Linked DNA regions of Mus musculus: region 1 is linked to region 2. The links are chromatin contacts, called in public HiCAR-type maps. All regions are on one chromosome and are shown on one strand. The core of a region is the stretch at or near the end of the contact, and the rest is flanking DNA. Distances in the headings are between cores, read along the strand shown.

The links. HiCAR-type assays count read pairs that join an accessible place to other places.
Region 1: a HiCAR-type map of astrocytes shows a contact between it and region 2, with 2.1 times the contacts expected there. The contact joins the promoter of Dnah6 here to the enhancer-like site in region 2. A contact is called at or near these places in 1 of 484 Hi-C or Micro-C datasets (cortical neurons) and 2 of 115 datasets of contacts at active chromatin or transcription factors (astrocytes and embryonic stem cells).

The regions. Positions count from the first base shown.
Region 1 is chr6:73,220,066-73,223,913 of GRCm38.p6, forward strand. It overlaps Dnah6 (dynein, axonemal, heavy chain 6), which reads right to left and starts at 1,566. Exons shown (of 77, transcript NM_001164669.1): 1 at 1,494-1,566. It overlaps Gm40377 (a long non-coding RNA gene), which reads left to right and starts at 2,732. Exons shown (of 3, transcript XR_869180.3): 1 at 2,732-3,037.
Region 2 is chr6:72,727,633-72,732,020 of GRCm38.p6, forward strand. All of the region lies in intron 3 of Tcf7l1 (transcription factor 7 like 1 (T cell specific, HMG box)), which reads right to left. Among named protein-coding and RNA genes, the nearest start is that of Gm31249, 10 kb to the right of the region's middle. Within about 2 kb of position 3,034, at least 59 of the 459 cell types and tissues checked have an H3K27ac peak or open chromatin away from gene starts, as enhancers often do. A contact at or near this core is called in astrocytes and cortical neurons, where this site is marked.

The DNA of each region.
Region 1 (3,848 bases), core at 316-2,815, 490 kb after region 2:
CACATAACGTTTCCCCAGGAATTTGGTTTTATAGATGCAGGTAAGAGGTCTGGGGAGATGGCTCCATCTGTAAACTGTTTGTTAGACGAGTGTCTTGGTGTTTCTATGGCTGTGATAAAACACTGACCACATGCAACTTGGGGAGGAAAGGGTTTGCCTCATGTTACAGCTTGTAGTCCATCTTGAAGGGAAGTCAGGGCAGGGACCGAAGGCAGAAATTGAAGCAAAGGCCATTGAGGAACACTGCTTCGTGGCTTGCTCTTCATGGCTTGCTCAGCTTGCTTTCTTATACAACCCATGATCACCTACTCAAAGGTGGCACAGCCTGTGGTAGACTGCACCTTCCCACGTCAATCATCAACCAAGAAAATGTTGGACGGACAAGTGTTTAGGCCAATTTCACAAAGGTGTTTTCTCAGTTGGGAGTCCTTCCCAAATAACTCTAGCTTGTGTCAAGTACACACACACACACACACACACACACACACACACACACACATACACAGCAAACAGACACCAAGCATAAGGACCTGAGTTCGGATCCCTAGCACCCATGTAAAAAGCAAGGCATGGAAGTGTTGCATGTAACCAAAGCACAGGGGAGTAGAGGCACACAGGTGAATCCTAGCCAGCCATGGATTGGTGGCTTTTTTTCTTTTCAACCCCCTTTCCCTACTTTGGGTCCATGGTTTGGGATGGGAAGGCCTTCCAGGCCACAAGTGGCTTTGGTTGAGCTGCTTGGGGGAGTGTTTCTGTGGGGGCATTTATGGTGGTGGCTGTAGGCTGGGGCAGGAAGGAGGGGCTGGCAGCTGCTCAGGGACTTCAAGCCAAGCTATCCAAACTTCAGATTCGGTGAGAGATCTCTGTTTTTTCAAAACAGGGTGGAGAAGCAATTGAAGAAGACAGTCCAGTATCAATCTCTAGCCTCCCATATTCATATGCAAAGGTGCACACACAGGTGTATACACACACACACACACACACACACACACACACAGAGAGAGAGAGAGAGAGAGAGAGAGAGAGAGAGAGAAAGAGAGAGAGAGAGAACAAACGAATGAACAAACAAAACATCTTGAATCAGGTGTGGACATGCCTACATTTTAATCTGGCTCAGTGCCAATAGAAATCAAAAGTCTTTTATGCAATTTTAACGTCTCAAGTAAGCCTATGAGAAACGAAAGGTCTTGACTTTAATGATGTGCTCTACTTAATATTTAAACTATCATTTCAACGCATAACGGTGCTGTGTGAGGCAGGGCTATGTCTTATCTTTCCGGGTAAATTTATACCTGGCGTCTAATGAACAGGACAGGTCTAGATTTGAACAGTCAGTATGTAGTCTTGGGCAAGCCTAGCATCTCTAGTCCTCGCTTTCCTGTCCCCCGGGATAGGAAGCTATCACTGAATCCATCTTTTCTGAGACTTTCTATCCCTGGGGAGGGGTTGCTGAGTGTCTGACTCTGCCCAAAGTTCAGTTCCAATGGACTCACCAAGCGGTTCAACAGCAGCGTTCCCGAAGGGTCTCCAGAGGCCCAGCAATACCTGGTCTGGGAACAGAAGTCTAGTCCCAGGAGAAAATGTTTCCCGTTGCTTAGCAACCACTGGGCCACCAAGGACGCTTACTGCACTAAGGAGGAGCCGGTCAGTCGCTGCCAGCCAGTCTCGAGGAGCTGCTCTCGCTCTCCTGGAGCGCGCCAAGTAATTGAGCCAATCGGTGTTCCCAGAGTATTTGACGTCATTAGTTGTCAGGGAGCAGGCCCCACCCGGAGGATTCCTGCTTTAGAATGGAAATCTCAGGCAGCTTGGGCAAGCAGGCATAGGAGGTCCCGTCTTTTTATGTGTTCCTTCGTTTCTGGACGATCCATGATCTGCAATCCAACCTTCTGTAGGTATCTGTTGTTTCTCAAGAGGCTTGAGTATGACTTGACGTTCGCCCACATCTTAAAATGCTGAGGTGAAAGATTCAAGAGCCTCAGGCGAAGGTTGGGCGAACTATGGAAGCCCTTTCACCTACCTTGGGGAACTGCTTCCCGGGTTGGCAGAGGCTGCTTTTCAACCTACAAAATGTCGTGATCACTGCTGGAACTACGTTCTTTTTCTCCTCCGCTTTCTAACCGTGCCTTGGATAGCCACCCGCTAACAGAAGCCGAGAAAACAGAGTGCGCCTTTGAGCCCGCCTATCGTCAAGTAGATTATACAGAGCTGGAGTATAGATTACAGACCACTCAATCTACCCCACCTCTCCTCACACGCGCCCTGAGTATTGGGCTGACATTTTGTCTCTTGTCATGTGAAGTTTTCAGGGAACACATTACAGTTTTCACAAAACATTTTATTTTGTGCGCGCATGAGTGCTTGTGTGTGTGTGTGTGTGTGTGTGTGTGTGTGTGTGTGTGTGTGTAGGTTCTACAGTGTGTATGTGGAAGCCAGAGGAGAATTTAGTTCGGATCCGTTCTTCCATTATGTGGCTGCCGGGGATGAAAGTCAGGTCATTGCGCCTGGCAGCAGGTGCCTTTGACTGCTGACCGATCTCACTGGCCCTGGGGAGTGTTTAAACACTATATATATATATATATATATATATATATACATATATATATATATATATACATACATACATACATACATACATACACATACATACATACATATATATATATATATATATATATATATATATATATTTGGCAACTTGGCTTTTTAGAAGCTCATAAATTTAACATGACACATTTTATGAGTGCACACTAATTTAGCAGCAAAGGTCTTATTTAATGACGAAGGTCGGATGTTAGGAGAAAGATAAACAGGAAAGACCCATCAGGCATGCTAAGTAAGGCATCCAAGCAGCAGGATGGATAGCATTGAAAGGGCAGCCCTGGATCCTTGGGAAGCCGCACAGCCTCAGGCTCTCAGCCTCTCTCCCCACTTTTTGACTTCCTGCGCATGTCCTTATATGGGGTGCTGTCCCTTCCCAGGCCTTCAGTTCTCCACTTTAGGCTGCACGCTGTGTGCTGGAGAGGGCTTCTTCGGGCAGGTAGGATTTTGTACTCAAACTTCCACAAGACCACCATCAGAGGTGGGGGAGGGCGAAGCGCAGGGGGAGAAGGAGGGAGGGAGGGAGGGAGGGAGGGAGGGAGGGAGAGAGAGAGAGAGAGAGAGAGAGAGAGAGAGAGAGAGAGAAGCCCAAGCCTCAGTAGGCTGAGGTGTCACATTCCACTCTCAGCACTCACAGGAATTTCAACTTTGCCCCATTTGGCAGCGTCCCCGGACATCATTGGCCTCCAGGCTCTTGGCTTGGATTTTCTGGGACTCCCTGGCCTACTGTTTATTCCCAGTTTGTTCAAAGCAGCTTGCCACCATGTGTAATGTGCTGGCATTTTTTTTTTAAAGGAGGGTAGGGATAGCTTAATTTGTTGTTGAGTTTCTATTTCTAGAATTTTAAAATACTGGTTTTCCTTCACTTTAAATGATATTTATTTCTTGTCTTTGCAGGTAATATGCTAATGCAGAAGTTAGGGGCAGTGTTGATTATATTCCATTAGCCTGAGATACTTGTGACCCTGTCTCAAACTAAATCAATAAGATAAAATATACTTTCAAATTAAATCAACAAGATAAAATATACTCTAAGACTTGGAACCCTGGTGGTGATGGCGCATGCCTTTAAATCCAGAACTTGGGAGGCAGAGGCAGAGGCCAACCTGGTCTTTAGAGCAAGTTTTAGGACAGCCAGGGCTACACAGAGAAATCCTGCCTCAACAAAACAAAACAAAACAAAACAAAACAAAACAAAACAAAATAAAACAAAACAAATAGTAGCAAATAAAACAAAAAAACAAACAAAA
Region 2 (4,388 bases), core at 1,784-4,283:
CTTTTACATAGCCAGGGTAATTACATAACCAGGGAATTAGCAAGGATACAATACTATCATCCCATTTACAGACTATTCAAATATTGCCAGTTGCCCTAATAATGCTGTTTAAACCAAGAGATCATTTAGACAATGATCACAAAACAACAACAACAAAACAACAACAAAAAACAAACAAACATCCTTGGTTCAGGATGTCCTTCAGGCTGCACATCGGCAGCCCACTGGCCTTGCCAGCTTCTGAACCTGTCTGAGACTCTGGCTGCCCATCTGGGTGAAGAGCCCTGAATAGAGACTTGTCACTGTCTGTACAGACTGGACAAGAGCTTTCCTCTCAGGGTTCCACCCTCTAGCACATGTGAGGATAAAGGACAGAGGAACTAGGAACATTTCAGTCAGTCATCAACGACTGGGGTCACCGCTACCATAGCAACCTCTGACTGTTCTGGGGTAGGGATACGATTCATCTGAGTGAAGAAATAAGAAACGATAGCTCGACAATCACTGGGTCTGCCAGGGCTCTCCCTGCTTTGTATAAATCCTACCATTCAACCTGCACTTGCAGATAGAAGACTGAGCACAGAGGGGCTGAGGGATTCATTCTGACTTTCCAATGTGAGAACTCAGGAATGAGGAAGGTAGAAAATGCTATTATCACTTGCAAGATGAGGCATCTTTTCTAGGCTGAGGTTAGAAAGAACCTGAAGCTCCAGAGACCACTGTCTCCCCCCGCCAGCTGTGGCTGCACCAGTAATTGGATACAGGGACGCACAGCTGGGGCACCCTGATCATACGCAGCACAGATAGTTCTGGGCAGTGATGAAACAACGTCAAAACATGGTGAAAATAAAACCAGAAAACCGTGTTCCATGCTGCAAAAGTGCCTTTGATAGAGCCTGCACTCAAATTTGTATCCCCTCCCAGAGAAAAGCCCCCCCACCTCTGACCCCAGTGAAGAAACCAACTTCTACATGAGCTAAGTGGGTACACGGTGCTGACGAATAGTGCCAGGGCTTCTTCCCATCCATCCCACAGCTGAGGAAGCAGAAGCCGGGTGGGCTCAGTGGCTGGAAGCCAGCACAGGACCAGGGTGCGAGGTCCAGCAGCATCCATCCATGTTTTACAGCGTCCGGAGGGTTTGAAAACACTGCCATGTCATGCAAACTCACTCCGTTCCATTCGCCACTGAACACGTCTTTTGGGAAAGAATGCCAGCTTTCCTGAGCCCATGACCTCCTCCCAGAGTACATGGCCGTAGGGGATGAGGGTGGGGTGGGGAGGGAGTTTTCTGATCTACTTGTCCTGAATGTGATACTGCCCCCCCACACACACACTCCAGCTGTTGTCAGTTTGGAAAGTGTTCCATGCTATACTATACAACTGTATGTTTCTTTATCTAAATTGTAAGGCTCTTATCGACTCTTGTGTGTGTGTGTGGGGTGTGTGTGTGTGTGTGTGTGTGTGTGTGTGTGTGTTTTCATGTGCATGTGAGTTGTGAGTTCTGGCACATATGCAGCTGTGTGCGTGTGAGGTCAGAGGACAATCTCAGATGTGGGAGCTCACCTTCTACCCTTGTTTTATCTTCCCTGCCGAATATGCCCGGTTTACAGGTATTCTCCTAGCTCCACTTCCCACACTGGAAAGTTAGGCTCGCACATGTGCATGTGCTTTACATAGGTCCTGATGCTCCAAACGCAGGTCCTTATTTGTACAGCAAGCAGTACACCACTGAGCTGTCTTCCCAACCTCGAGGGGCTCTGAAAAATTTCTTAAAGGGCGGGCTTGGTCATCCAGAGAATCCGAGTTTGGTTCCTAGCACATGCATCTAGAAGCTCACAACTGGGCTGTGACTCCAATACCAGGAAGAATCTGGCACCTCTGATGGCACCTGCACACACGTGCACACACCCCCTCACAGACACAAGCTTTAAAATAAAAAAAAAAAATAAGGTCTTAGAAATCATGTTTAAGGCATCCACCACCAAAGTGGGTGTGGCGACTCATGTTTGCAACGTTAGTTCTACGAGGATAGCTGTGAATTCGAGGGCAACCTAGGCTACCAAGTCAGCCTTGGACTATAGGGAGAGAACTGCCTTGCAATTAATTCCTAAGGCTGCTGTGGCTGCCATCCTCACAGTTTCCCACTGTTTCTTTGACATTTTGGCCTGTGCGTTTCAAAAATGTCTTTGTCCTCAGCATGGCTCTATGATGCCTGGCCCATAGCAGAGATGCAGGCTGGAACAAGGGCCAGAGGTTTTTAAGGATGTTGGCTAGCAAATGACACAGAAGCCAGCTAAGTGTGAGGCCTCTGAGGCACGTGCACTAAGTCATCCGCTGAGTACAGCACCCCCTCTGCAGAGGTCTGGGGTCCCTAAGAAGGCGCCAGAACACCCCTGCAAACACCTTCCTACCAAAGGGCTACACTCTGGCCACGTTCTACCTCGATCGTGTCCTCTGTCTCTAGACCTCAAATTCTTCTCTCCTTAACACACAAGGTGATCCCCTTCTCTTCCACGGGCTTGCCACACCCCAAAAGAGCAGAGTTGAAGGGGGGACTCTTGAAAAGCCAGTATGTACACAGTACACATCAGTGCTCCCTAGGGCCAAACGGAAGCAGCAGGCGCTCAGTTCATTCATTCAACAAGCACTTATTAAGTGCTTCTGGTATGCAGGCCTATAAAAAGGTTTCTCCTCTTCACAGAACAACAGTGGGTGTATAGGAAGATAAAAGGTGAAGGTCGGCCTGGGCTTGCTCATTGCAGCTATCCCTCCTTTTGGGGGGTGGAGGGCAAGGCACAGCATGAATGAACCCCAAATGACTGACTGATGTTACTCTTGTGGGCTCCCTCCTGTACCACAGGCTCCTCGGAACAATCGGGGGGTTCCTGGAAGCAGGCTGAACAGTCACATTCGGCGGAGCCCACAGAGCCCTCTCAGCTGATTGTGTCCCGGCAGCCAGGGTCTCGGAGGCGCATGAATGCCCCTGAATGGGCCCATTCAGTCTGATGGACAGGAGCTGAAAGCTGCAGGCACACAAAAGCCACTGGGCAGCCGGGAGGGCTCCAGCCTGGGCTTTGCCCACGGGAAGGGAGGCCACCCTACCACAAAGACCAGTGTGAAGACGTCTCTGTGGGTTTTCAATGACACCCCCACCCCGGCCGCCAACTGCAGAGAAGTGCCCCTACCCCCACAATGGCAACCAAAGGCCTAGAGCAATCCGTGGAGAAGCTGCAGAAATTTACATCCAACAGACAAGCCAGAAGACATTGCTCTTTAGTGTGTTGTGAGACGAGGGCTATGCTGAAGGATGCCTTGGCGAGTTGGTCTTGTACATTTGTTAGCAGCATTCCTTACACCCACGGTGACCTTTAAGGACTGCAGCTGACCTGAGACTGTTTAACATGTCACCAAAAAAGAAAAAAAAAAAAAAAAAAAGATCTTCAGAGGGCATGGCCAATATTTAAATGAAGATTTGGGAGACGGCCTATTCTTGTGTCTCTCATTTGGAATACTGATGTGTGTGTGTGTGTGTGTGTGTGTGTGTGTGTGTGTGTGTGTAATCCCTGAGATGACACATATTTTTAAATAAGACCAGGAAGGGGAGAACCACCCACCTGGAATTCTTTTCACCGCTCCGGGGGAAGGACAGACTCCACTCTGAGAAGCAGAGAAGTCTATTCAGGCCAATATTGAAAGTTCACAGTCAGGTGACTCCTTGGGAACGGATGGCTCTAGCCCCAGAGAGCAGACAGCTTTAGAAACAGCCTCCCCAAAGGTAATTAAAAATAGTGCCTCCTTATAATGCAATACTATAATGAGCAATTAAGATGAAATTAGTGTGTCACAATAAAAAAGATGCATGGCATTCTTAGCCTCTGCAACCCAGCATCGGGGACTCATTGGGGGGAGGCTGATGTCTGGGAGTGGACAAGCAGCGGTTTCATCAAGGAAAGATTAAGTGTTCAGATCAATTTTGTGAACACTCTAAGATAATGTGAAAATACCTGAACGCCATTGTTGCTTTTGTTTGTATTCAGTTTATTTTCAAAATAAAAGAATGATCCAAACAGATTTATGAGGGCAGAGAAATATTTATAGCAAGGCACTGATAAATCGAATCATCAAAATTCACCAGTGCTAATATTTAGATGTATCTGCTTCAAGTCCAGGGTGGTTTCTGTTCGTAAAAAATAGAATTGTTATGGCATCAGGTGAAGCCACCTCCCATCCTTCTGCACAAAACAGACACACAGCCGTGTTTTTATAGGTTCGGCACTGTTATCAGACAGTGTAATGCTGTTTTGTGTTTTGTCTTTGTAATTTGAAGTGATTGCATAGACATAGGAAATGTAAAAGAAACACATAAAGTCCCAGGCGTCCTTTACCCA